2 separate regions of the Ovis aries genome follow, and region 1 is linked to region 2. The links are chromatin contacts, called in public Hi-C maps. All regions are on one chromosome and are shown on one strand. The core of a region is the stretch at or near the end of the contact, and the rest is flanking DNA. Distances in the headings are between cores, read along the strand shown.

Region 1 (5,182 bases), core at 113-2,612, 330 kb after region 2:
TGTTGGGGTCCCTGGATGTATGCCTGTGCTTCAGCCCCACCAAGTGCTGCCCACTCTCCTAGGATTCAGTGAAAAGCCGGTCTCAGAAAGGAGAGTAGAAAGGGCCTTGGTTTTCTGCTGGCTGAGAAGCCGGTGTCTCCAGTCCAAAGAAAGGCCTCATAGAAAGCCCAGCCGGTTACGTCACTGATTTGTATGACAAATACTTGTTGGGAACCACCCCACCTCCGTGTGCCTGCCCGGCAGGGGCCGCGTGCAAAGACTGAGTGGCGGGCTGTTTTCTGAAAAGGTGGGGGGAACTGCCCTTTCCTTGAGGGTCAGGGGGCGTGTGCACAGGCTTCGGTGCTGAGGTTATAGCGACACGGAAGGGTGTCCTGCTGTCAAGGGTGTCACTTGGGTTCAGTGAAGTGGTGACTTTCGGTCGAGCTCCTGAACTTGGTGTGTGAATGTCATTAACCTTCTGAGCACTTTGTTAAATGTAATTATGAGTGTGGCAGTTACTCGGCCGTGAGATAGAGCCCAGGCTGCCAGCACGCGACACCTTGCCAGCCTCCATTTCCCATGTGGGAGACACGTGAGGCCAATCCCGTTCAAGGCAGGGTGCCCAGGACGGACTGTCTTGCCCCTGGGCTCTGGGCGGAGGCAGGCAGGTCCGCGGGCATCACTCTGATTCCTCCTTCTGGGTTCTCACATGAGCGCCAAGCCTGACGGCTGCCCCATCCTGGAATATGATGCCAGGAGCTTACTTCAGGCAGGACTCCGCAGAGTGCCCAGGCAGACAGCAGCCCTCTGTGTCTCTCTGCAGGTTAAACTTCCCCCCTTCACAAAGGCGCCCAGCAGGGGGGCTCCTGCAGAGGCAGAAGGGCATGGTCAGACCTGTGTGGTTGTCCCTCCGGGGTGGGCCACCCTCCACCCTCCACCCTGGCGGTCAGGAGACCGCATTCATCACAGTTGGGTTCTGCTGAACAAGCTGAACTGAAGGAAACGGAGTCATCCTTTTCCTTGGAGGCAGACGTGGCAAGATTATTGGGGATGGAAATTCAGCGAATGTTCTCGGGGTCCGCTTACCCCTACAGACAGCTTACCGCTGGGTGATGCGTTTGTAGTTGCAGAGGAAGGAGGTGAGGGGCGCTCCCCGCTGGACACCTCGCACCCCGGCCCTTCCTGGCGTTTCCCCTCGGGGGCCAGTCCCAGAGCTGCTGGGAGGAAATGGGCTTCCTGCCCCCCCCCCCCGCCCCCATCTCGCAGGTGAATCCCAGGGCAGCTGGGAGGGGCCGCTCAGGCCTGCAAGCTTCGTGTTTGCTGGTACAGAACTAGCCTTTTGTTCACCACTGTTACAAAGACACCCTCTGAACAAGCACAGGAGCGAAGGTCAGGGCCTGCCTATCGAGCGGCAAACAGAAGGCTCCGGGGCGCCAGCCGTCACGTCCTCGGGTGACGGGTGTGCTCGAAGGCCTCCAGGTGCAGCAGGGGCTTCTCGGGCGCCACAGACCCCCACCCCTTGGGCTTCAGCAGGACTAGGGGATCTGGCTGGTGAAGAGGTGGCGGTGGCTTTGGTGTGACAGGCCCCGTGTCACCTGCAAGCTGCGGGCGGGCACCCTCAAACTGGACAGGGAGGAGGCAGGCGCTGGGGGCGGAGACAAGCTGCTTCAGCTCCCACCATTTCCAGGCTGCCTGCGCACCAGGGCCTGGCTGTGGGGCTTTTCCTTATGGACAGTCCACACACAGTGTGAGTTTCAGGCGCAGCACACAGTGACTCAGTGAAGGTCACTATATATATTCATTTAAAAGTAAATTATAAAGTGCTGGCTCTGCTCCACGTGCTGTTCAGTACCTCCTTGTGGCTGTTTTACTCCGGCTGGCTTGTGCCTCTTACCCCCCACCGCCATGCCCCTCCACGCTCTCCCCCCAGCAGGAACCACTAACTAGTCTTCTCCATATCTAGAGTCTGTCTCCTTTCTGTTATATTCCCTAGCTCGTTGTTATTTTAGATCCCACCTATAAGTGATACCATACAGTATTTGTCTGTCTCTGGCTTCCTTCCCTTAGCATACCACCCTCCACGTCTGTCCACGTTGCAGACGGCAGTCTTGTTCTTTTTCGTGGCTGACGCTCCATCGCGTGTATATGCTGTGTCTTCTGGATCCGTCCGTGGACACTTGGGCGCTTCCCTGTTTTGGCTGCTGTAAATGAGGCTGCTCCAGACACTGAGGAGCGTGTCTGGTCTTGGTGCTTTTGGTTTTCCTTGGGCGCAGAAGTGGAATCTGGACCATGTGGCGGTTCCAGGGTTCATCTGCTGAGAACCCTCCTCCCTCATGGTCTCCGGGGTGGCTGCAGCACTTCGCGTTCCCACCAGCAGCGCACAAAGGTTGTCTTCTCCACGTCCGCGGCGACGGGGGTGGGGGGGGTGTGTGCTCTTTTTGATGGTGGCCGTCTTGACGGGTGCGAAGCGGCGCCTCGCTGTGGTTCTGACCTGCTTTCCCTGACGGCCGGGATGCGGAGCATCTTTCCCTGTGCCTGTCGCCATCTGCCCGTGTTCAGTTCGGCGACGTTTCGGCCGGGGTCTTGTGTTTTCAGTGTTCAGCTGTATCAGCTGTCTGTCTGTTTTGGATGTTAACTCCTGATCAGTCCTACCACTTGCAAATGCTGTCTCCCATTCAGTGGGCTGGCGTCTCCCTTTGTTGACGGTTTCCCTTACTGTGCAAAACCTTACACTTCAGGCAGTTTAATTAGGTCCTGTTTATTTTTCCTTGTGTTTCCTTCACCTGAGGGGATGAGCAGCGTCACCTGCTGATACCTCCTCACAGGCTCTAGGGGCGCCGGGGCCTGGCTGCCCCCTGCCTCCGTCTGAGCTCATCCCACCCTCCTCCTCGCGGACTGGCTCCTCCCCAGCCACCGCCCCCGCCGGACGGAACCCACCGCGTCCCTGCTCCAGGCGCACCTCAAGAGTGGGCACTAGGGAGGGACAAAGACGCCTGCATGTGATGAGACACGCGGGGCGGCTGCTTACGTCGTATATGAATGTGTGTAGCACAGGCTCCCCCTGGGGGCTGACCCAAGACCCGGGGCCCTTGCCGCAAGTGGGCGGAGCTCACCTCTGCCCCGAGAGAGACTCCTCCTGATGGCCCCATCTGCAGGGACGGGTGGGGACAGAGTGTGTGCGGAGGGTCTGATCCCAGGGACGTGGTGTTATCAGTGACTCCAGCCTTAGTGTTTCTGACAGTGATACTTATGCAGATATTGGCAGAAATATTTGTTCATCTCTGACTTCACAGAAAGGCAGTGAAAGTAAGTAACACAACGGAGGAAGCGAAAAACAGGAGGTTTGTTTTCTGTGTTCAAGATGCTGGGTTCATGTCTTTAAAAGGATAATTTGAAGATTCTTTGTTTTTCCTTTTTCTTTATTCTTTTTTTTTTCCCCCAAAGATCCCAGAATACTTAGTCCAAGCTTGCTACTTCTAAGAAATCTGCCTGCATACCTACCTTTCTATCATTAAAGTAACTTAGGTGTTATTACTAGTAAAAAATAAGGGCCCTTTGGCTCAAATGGTAAAGAATCTGCCTGCAATGCAGGAGACCTGGATTTGATCCCTGGGTGGGGAAGATTCCCCTGGAGAAGGGAAAGGCTACCCACTCCAGTATTCTTGCCTGGAGACGTCCACGGACAGAGGAGCCTGGCGGGCTACAGTCCTTGGGGTCGCAGAGTCAGACACGACTGAGCGACTGACGGATCACCATCACATCACTAGTAAACCAGATATCCAGTGCACAGTGAGCCCGGGTCCTCGTTTCTCTGTAAATCTACTGCTTAAACATGGGCAGGTGCTGCCCTCTCGTGACAAGCTGGAGAAAAGCAGAAACACTTGCGGGACGGGGTAGAGCCTCAGAACCAGCCACGGTAATCATCCCATTCTCTGAACTGAGACTTCTGAAACACGAGAGCCAAAAATGGAATACCAGATTCTGCCACAGCTGTTCCCAATCTTCCTAATTTCAAGGGATCCTTGATAGGAAATCAACAGAAAATGGCTTTTGTGGGAACAATATGTAAAGACGCAGGCACACGTGTATTGCATTTTATATGTATACGTTTGTAGACACAGAGGCACTTTTTAAAATCCAGTCCAAAGTTCTACTGCAAATCAAATACATTTCATTTGATAGACCTCCCAGGTGGCGCCAGCAGTAAAGAACCCGCCTGCCAGTGGCAGCTCAAGGGATAAAGAATCCACCTGCAATGTGGGAGACCTGGGCTGAGTCCCTGGTTTGGGAAGATCCCGTGGAGAAGGGAAAGGCTACCCACTCCAGTATTCTGGCCTGGAGAATCCCATGCAGAGAGGAGCCTGGTGGGCTACAGGTCCATGGGGCCGCAAAGAGTCAGACACGACTGAAGCGACTCGGCATGCGCGCACGCTAAGCTAGCACCTTACCATGACAAGTTCTCCTGGACTCTGAGGGGAGCCCAGCTCCTTCACCAGGACAGGACTCCCTTGGGGGCTGTGTGCCCACCTCCCTCAGCACCACCCAGACTCAGACACAGGAAGGTCACCCAGGTGGAGAAAATGACGGCTCACTGGTATCAAAAGCCCGAAAAACACGCACTTTATCCCCAGCACCGCACACGGCCCCGCAGCGCCCTGCTGCTCCCTGGTGTGACCAGACTCGTGAGGACCAAACGGTTGTTTCAGGCTCTTGCTCATTCATCTTCAGGGGCTCAGCTGCAACACTCTCCCAGGGTCATCAGGCCACTCTGCTGCGTTCACCCGGCCAGCGGCCTCCTGCTGAGGATCAGGGTGATCCGATCCGCAGCGTCCTGCTGTTCACAAAGCACCGTGTCTGCTGTGGATGTTCCAAAAGAGAATCTTTGACCGTCTCTTCCCCACTGCACATTCTTGCCTCCTCTGTCACAGGCCAACTGGCCACGAGGCTGTGGGTTTATTTCTGGGCTTTCTGTTCTGCCTCTGGGCCAGCACCATGCTGCTCTGGCTACGGCAGCTTTGTAGTGTAGTCTGGAGTCAGGGAGCTTGCTTCCTCCAGCTCTGCTCTTCTTTCTCAGAGTTGTTTGGCTATTAGAGGTCTTCTGTGTTTCTGTAGGTTCTGAAATATTTGTTGTAGTTTTGTGGAAGATGTCATGGGTATTCTGATAAGGACTGCACTGAATCTGTAGATTGCCTTGTGTGGTGGT
Region 2 (5,906 bases), core at 745-3,244:
GTGTGTGTGTGTGTGTGTGTGTGTGTGTGTGTGTGTGTGTGGTGTGTGTGTGTGTGTGGTGTGTGTGTGGTGTGTGTGTGTGTGGTGTGTGTGTGGTGTGTGTGTGTGTGTGTGTGTGTGTGTGTGGTGTGTGTGTGTGTGTGTGTGTGTGTGTGTGTGTGTGTGTGTGTGTGTGTGTGTGTGTGTGTGTGTGTGTGTGTGTGTGTGTGTGTGTGTGGTGTGTGTGTGGTGTGTGTGTGTGGTGTGTGTGTGGTGTGTGTGTGTGTGTGTGTGTGTGTGTGTGTGTGTGTGTGTGTGTGTGTGTGTGTGTGTGTGTGTGTGTGTGTGTGTGTGTGTGTGTGTGTGTGTGTGTGTGTGTGTGTGTGTGTGTGTGTGTGTGTGTGTGTGTGTGTGTGTGTGTGTGTGTGTGTGTGTGTGTGTGTGTGTGTGTGTGTGTGTGTGTGTGTGTGTGTGTGTGTGTGTGTGTGTGTGTGTGAGTGTGGTGTGTGTGTGTGTGTGTGTGTGTGTGTGTGTGTGTGTGTGTGTGTGTGTGTGTGTGTGTGTGTGTGTGTGTGTGTGTGTGTGTGTGTGTGTGTGTGTGTGTGTGTGTGTGTGTGTGTGTGTGTGAGTGTGGTGTGTGTGTGGTGTGTGTGTGGTGTGTGTGTGGTGTGTGTGTGTGTGTGGTGTGTGTGTGTGAGTGTGTGTGTGTGTGTGTGTGGTGTGTGTGTGGTGTGGTGTGTGTGTGGTGTGTGAGTGTGGTGTGGGTGTGTGTGTGTGTGTGTGTGGTGTGTGTGTGTGTGTGTGTGTGTGTGTGTGTGGTGTGTGTGTGTGTGTGTGTGTGTGTGTGTGTGTGTGTGTGTGTGTGTGTGTGTGTGTGTGTGTGTGTGTGTGTGGTGTGTGTGTGTGTGTGTGTGGTGTGTGTGTGTGTGTGTGTGTGTGTGTGTGTGTGTGTGTGTGTGTGTGTGTGTGTGTGTGTGTGTGTGTGTGTGTGTGTGTGTGTGTGTGTGTGTGTGTGTGTGTGTGTGTGTGTGTGTGTGTGTGTGTGTGTGTGTGTGTGTGTGTGTGTGTGTGAGTGTGGTGTGTGTGGTGTGTGTGTGTGTGTGTGTGTGTGTGTGGTGTGTGGGGAGTGTGTGTGTGTGTGAGTGTGGTGTGTGTGTGGTGTGTGTGTGTGTGTGTGTGTGTGTGTGTGTGTGTGTGTGTGTGTGTGTGTGTGTGTGTGTGTGTGTGAGTGTGTGTGTGTGTGTGTGTGTGTGTGTGGTGTGTGAGTGTGGTGTGTGTGTGAGTGTGGTGTGTGTGTGTGTGTGTGTGTGTGTGTGTGTGTGTGTGTGTGTGTGTGTGTGTGTGTGTGTGTGTGTGTGTGTGTGTGTGTGTGTGTGTGTGTGTGTGTGTGTGTGTGTGTGTGTGTGTGTGGGGGGTGTGTGTGAGTGTGTGTGTGAGTGTGTGGGGGAGTGTGTGTGAGTGTGTGAGTGTGAGTGTGTGAGTGTGTGTGTGCGTGTGTGAGTGTGTGTGGGTGTGTGTGAGAGAGTGTGTGTGTGAGTGTGTGTGGGTGTGTGTGTGTGTGTGTGAGTGTGTGTGTGTGTGTGTGTGTGTGTGTGTGTGTGTGTGTGGGTGTGGTTGTGTGTGTGTGTGTGTGTGTGTGTGTGTGTGTGTGTGTGTGTGTGTGTGTGTGTGTGTGTGTGTGTGTGTGTGTGTGTGTGTGTGTGTATGTGTGTGTGTGTGTGTGTGTGTGTGTGTGTGTGTGTGTGTGTGTGTGTGTGTGTGTGTGTGTGTGTGTGTGTGTGTGTGTGTGTGTGTGGTGTGTGTGTGTGTGGTGTGTGTGTGTGTGGTGTGTGTGGGGTGTGTGTGTGTGTGTGTGGTGTGTGTGTGGTGTGTGAGTGTGGTGTGTGTGTGTGAGTGCGGTGTGTGTGTGTGAGTGCGGTGTGTGTGTGTGAGTGCGGTGTGTGTGTGTGCGGTGTGTGTGGGTGTCTCTCTCTCGTCCTCTATGGACATCCTCCACCAGAGGGCAGCAAAGGGCCATCCTGATTGCGTCCTTACGCGGCTTCCGCTAGACTAGCTCACGTTGCAAGCAAACATCAGGCGTCTTCAAAGAGGGAGGAAAACAGAGGGCAAGGTTACGGCCTCACGTGGTCTCCGTGCTGTCATCCGCGTGGTCTAACCTGGTGTTTGTCCTGCAGAGTGTATCACACCGGGCCGCGGGTTCGGAGAGAGCCTTGTAACCGAAAGCTGGCTGTGGGGTCAGCTGTGGGCGTTTGAGTGCTGGAAGCGTGGCTTACCAGCTGTGTAACCTGGAAAGGCTACTTAAACTTTCTGAGGCTGTTTCCCCATTTAGTAAAAAAAAAAAGCTGGGGCCTGAGTAGAATAGCAAAGCCTCCTTCACGTGGTTTCAATAAGCACAAGGGAATTTCTATGTCCAGGAGAGGCTGAGGACACTGAAGGGGGCAGAGCTGGAAACGACTAATCTGATGACCCTGCTCACCCAGAGGAAACCCTGCTAAGGGTCTACAGAGGTGGCTACATATACAGATACATAGATAGATAGATTTTAGGCTAATTTGGGGCCGTGCTGGGCCTTTGCTGCTGTGCCTGGGTTTTCTCTGGTCGTGGTGAGCAGGGGCTACTCTCTCGCTTCAGGTGTACAGCAAAGTGATTCATCCACTATGTTCTTGCTCAGATTCTTTTCCATCACAGGTTATTACGAGATGCTGGATATCGTTCCGTGTTCTATACAATAGGTCCTTGTCGTCCATCTGTTTTACGCATAAGACAGTGTCATTCTTGGTCACAGAGCAAGGAAGAGACTGGGAGAACAGCTGTGGATCGAAGCTTTCCTCGGACTGGATCAGAGCTTCTTCCCTCATACATACTCCCCTTTCCATTTTTGTTTATCAATCATTATAGTTTTCAAAGCAGTCTAATTCCTAGTATCCAAAGCCTAATATTTTAACTTGTTTGTATGTTTGTTGTAGGGCATTTACAAAGTATAAACATTAAGAAGAAAAGCGCCCACCATCTGCTAAATGCTGTATGTCTTCTCGGTCCTGTCTGTCCTGTCTGCCGCCCCACACACGGGCCCACGCTCCTGAAGGGTCAGCACATGCCCGCTGTGTGTGACCACCTTCTTCACGTAATAATGTATGATGGCGTGGCTCTCGACAGGCTATGTCGATGCGCGTCGTGGCTGCAGAGGTCGCGTGGTGTGGACTGCCCGGGCATGGTGCTCTCCTCGTCCCTCCCACCCTGCAGGGACAGCCACACTGGCCGTTAAACTATGAAAGGACCGCCTCGCTGCTGGGGAAGTGGCGCTGCCTGAGTCCTCAGGGCCCACGGAACCTCGCCGGCAGCCTCGGGGCGGAATGGCTGGCCCATCGGGGGACTCCCGGGTCCTGCTCCGGTGCTTGGCTGCCCTGGTTTCCAAAGGTCAGCGCCCACCTCAGTGGTCTTGGCGACCGTTCTTGAATGTGACGTGATGTCGCATTTTCTTAGTAATATTTACTCTGTTTTTAAGAAAGTGTTTTTCTCTTAAACATGTATTTTAAAGTCTTCTTGGCAGATTTCATTGAGATGTTATGATATCTTGAGAAGTCGATAGGTTTTCTTTAAAAAAAACTTTTTATTTTGTATTGGGGTATAGCTAATTAACAATGTTGTGATAGTTTCAGGCGGACAGCTAAGGGACTCAACCATACATAAACACGTATCCATTCGCCCCCAAACTCCCCTCCCATCCAGGCCACCACATAACCCTGAGCAGAGTTCCCCGGGCTGTCCAGCAGGTCCTCGATGGTGACCCATTTTAAATACTGCAGTCTGTACACGCCCATCCCCAACTCCCTAACCCTTCTGCTCATGGTTCCCTCAGGTAACTGTACATTCGTTCTCTAAGTCTGTGAGCCTTTTTCTGTTTTGTAGGTAAATTCATTTGTATCAGAAATCCATAGGTTTTCATGGGTAATTGGCCTCTCAAATGATCACAATTAATGTAACAATACATAACTGATTGGAACAGTGGTTTGGGCATATAAAAATCCAATTTTAAACGTAGAGTGTACCTGACTTTATTTCCTTCTTGATAGAGCAGAAACCATGACATTTGGGTGGAATTCATTGTTTTTGTGTAACTTTAAATTCAGACATTCAATGCATTTCTCTTTTGAGTATGATGTTTTTACTGTAATAGTATATTACACTTCAGCATCTTTCAATACTGTTCTCATTTGTTCTTTCCTCATTTATCCATTCCTAACACACCCATAAGTATGTTTTCAGATGTCTTTTATATTTTTCCAGTCTTGACTAGAATATCATATCTCATATCATTTGGTTAATTTTTCTATAATATAATATCCGCATTTGTCCTCATATTACTTACCGGCTTTTATTTATTTTAAATAGACAGTTTTGTTATCAGGCTTGTATTTAAAAAAGAAAAAACAACTTGCAAATTTTTATTTATCCGAATCTTCAGAGTGTGTCTTTGATTGTTTTGTCTGTGTTGTGAAACGGCTATGAGTCTTGCTGTTGTTTGGCCATACCACGTTGCATGCGGGATCTTAGTTCCCCGACCAGGGATCGAACCAGCAACCCCTGCGGTGGGAGCAGGAAGTCTTAACCGCTGCACAGCCAGGGAAGTCCTGCCTGTGAGTTCTTACTGAAAATCTCCAAGTTGTCTCTCTCTGGCCCCAGGAGGAGAGGTTTTCTTTAGCTCTCAGATGATGTCATCTGTTGCCATCAGGGTTTGAGGTCAGCCCACACCTGCTCCTGCAGTGACGTTCTAGTTAGCTTCGGTGAGGGGATGGCACGCGCCTGCCTGTTGACTTTACTGTAAAGTTTGCTGCGAGACTTTGCCTCGCCTTCATCTCCATTTCTACCATCCTCATCTAAGCCACCAGAGTGTCTCTCTGCTTGCATTTCTTTACTCCCAAAGCAGCAGAGTGATGTTTAAAACATTAATCAGAGCAAAGATCCCTCAGCGTTTTCTCCGTGTACATCAAATGAAATCCAAATTGCTTATTGTGGTTCAGAAGCCCTTAGATGTTCGGCCCTCCCTAAATTTTCTCTTGAGCTCTTTAAGCTCCAGACACACCCTCTTCTCCTCTATTTCAATCTCTAAGCTTCTTCCAGTCTTAAAGCCCTCCTGGTGTTCCTCCTTTGCCAAGACTTCTCTTCCTTTCCTCTCGAGTGTTCACTTGTCCTGGCTTTCCAGTCTTGGCTGGAAGGTCACATCTTCAATGCCTCTCAGGGTCAAGTAGCCTCTCACCAGTCACCTTCCCCTGCTGCCCTGTTTTATCTCCTCCTCATGACTCAAGACTGGATGCATCCTCCTTCGCATGCTCCCCCAGCGGCTCAGCAGTAAAGAGTCTGCAGGAGACACAGGAGACGCGGGTTTGACCCCTGGGTCAGGAATGTCCCCTAGAGTAGGAAATGGCAACCCACTCCAGTATTCTTTCCTGGGAGATTCCATGGACAGAGGAAGCTGGCAGGCTATCGTCCCTGGGGTTCCAAAGAGTCGGACACGACTGAGCGAGCCCCTGCCCTTGTCACACAAGTCCCAATCCTCTATGGAAAGTGGCTGAATCTCGCTCCCGAATAATAGCTCTTCTTAGGAAAATTTTAGACACGTACTTTATTTCTGTAGTTGCTGACAAGTGTTTTCTTTTACAGAATAAAAGGCATCTCGCCTGGGCTAAAAGCACAGGGCCCTGTCTCTGTGGGCTTTCCTTTCTGTTGCAGTGTTTTAGCGGCTCTGGGTCATGGTAATTCTCTGTTGTGAATTCTCCCATGTGAATTCTCTGTTGGAGGGCTAGGGTTTTTGGTTTCCTTGATGTTCCTCGGCTTTGAGGTTTTGTTTAAGATTTGTGTTTTAGGATGAAGCATTTCCATGGTTACCCCCACTTCTTTACCATGCTTCGGGGCGGGGGGAGCATGAT

What was found. A called contact is a pair of places that touch in the nucleus more often than the background predicts.
Region 1: a Hi-C map of liver shows a contact between it and region 2, with 9 times the contacts expected there. The contact joins two enhancer-like sites. A contact is called at or near these places in 9 of 16 Hi-C or Micro-C datasets (blood, hypothalamus, liver and 5 more).

The regions. Positions count from the first base shown.
Region 1 is chr20:49,570,684-49,575,865 of ARS-UI_Ramb_v3.0, forward strand. The region is part of intron 10 of SLC22A23 (solute carrier family 22 member 23); the gene reads left to right. Among named protein-coding and RNA genes, the nearest start is that of PSMG4, 13 kb to the right of the region's middle. Within about 2 kb of position 1,363, at least 7 of the 54 cell types and tissues checked have an H3K27ac peak or open chromatin away from gene starts, as enhancers often do. A contact at or near this core is called in hypothalamus and liver, where this site is marked.
Region 2 is chr20:49,237,072-49,242,977 of ARS-UI_Ramb_v3.0, forward strand. No RefSeq gene overlaps it. Among named protein-coding and RNA genes, the nearest start is that of PRPF4B, 12 kb to the left of the region's middle. Within about 2 kb of position 1,995, at least 20 of the 54 cell types and tissues checked have an H3K27ac peak or open chromatin away from gene starts, as enhancers often do. A contact at or near this core is called in hypothalamus and liver, where this site is marked.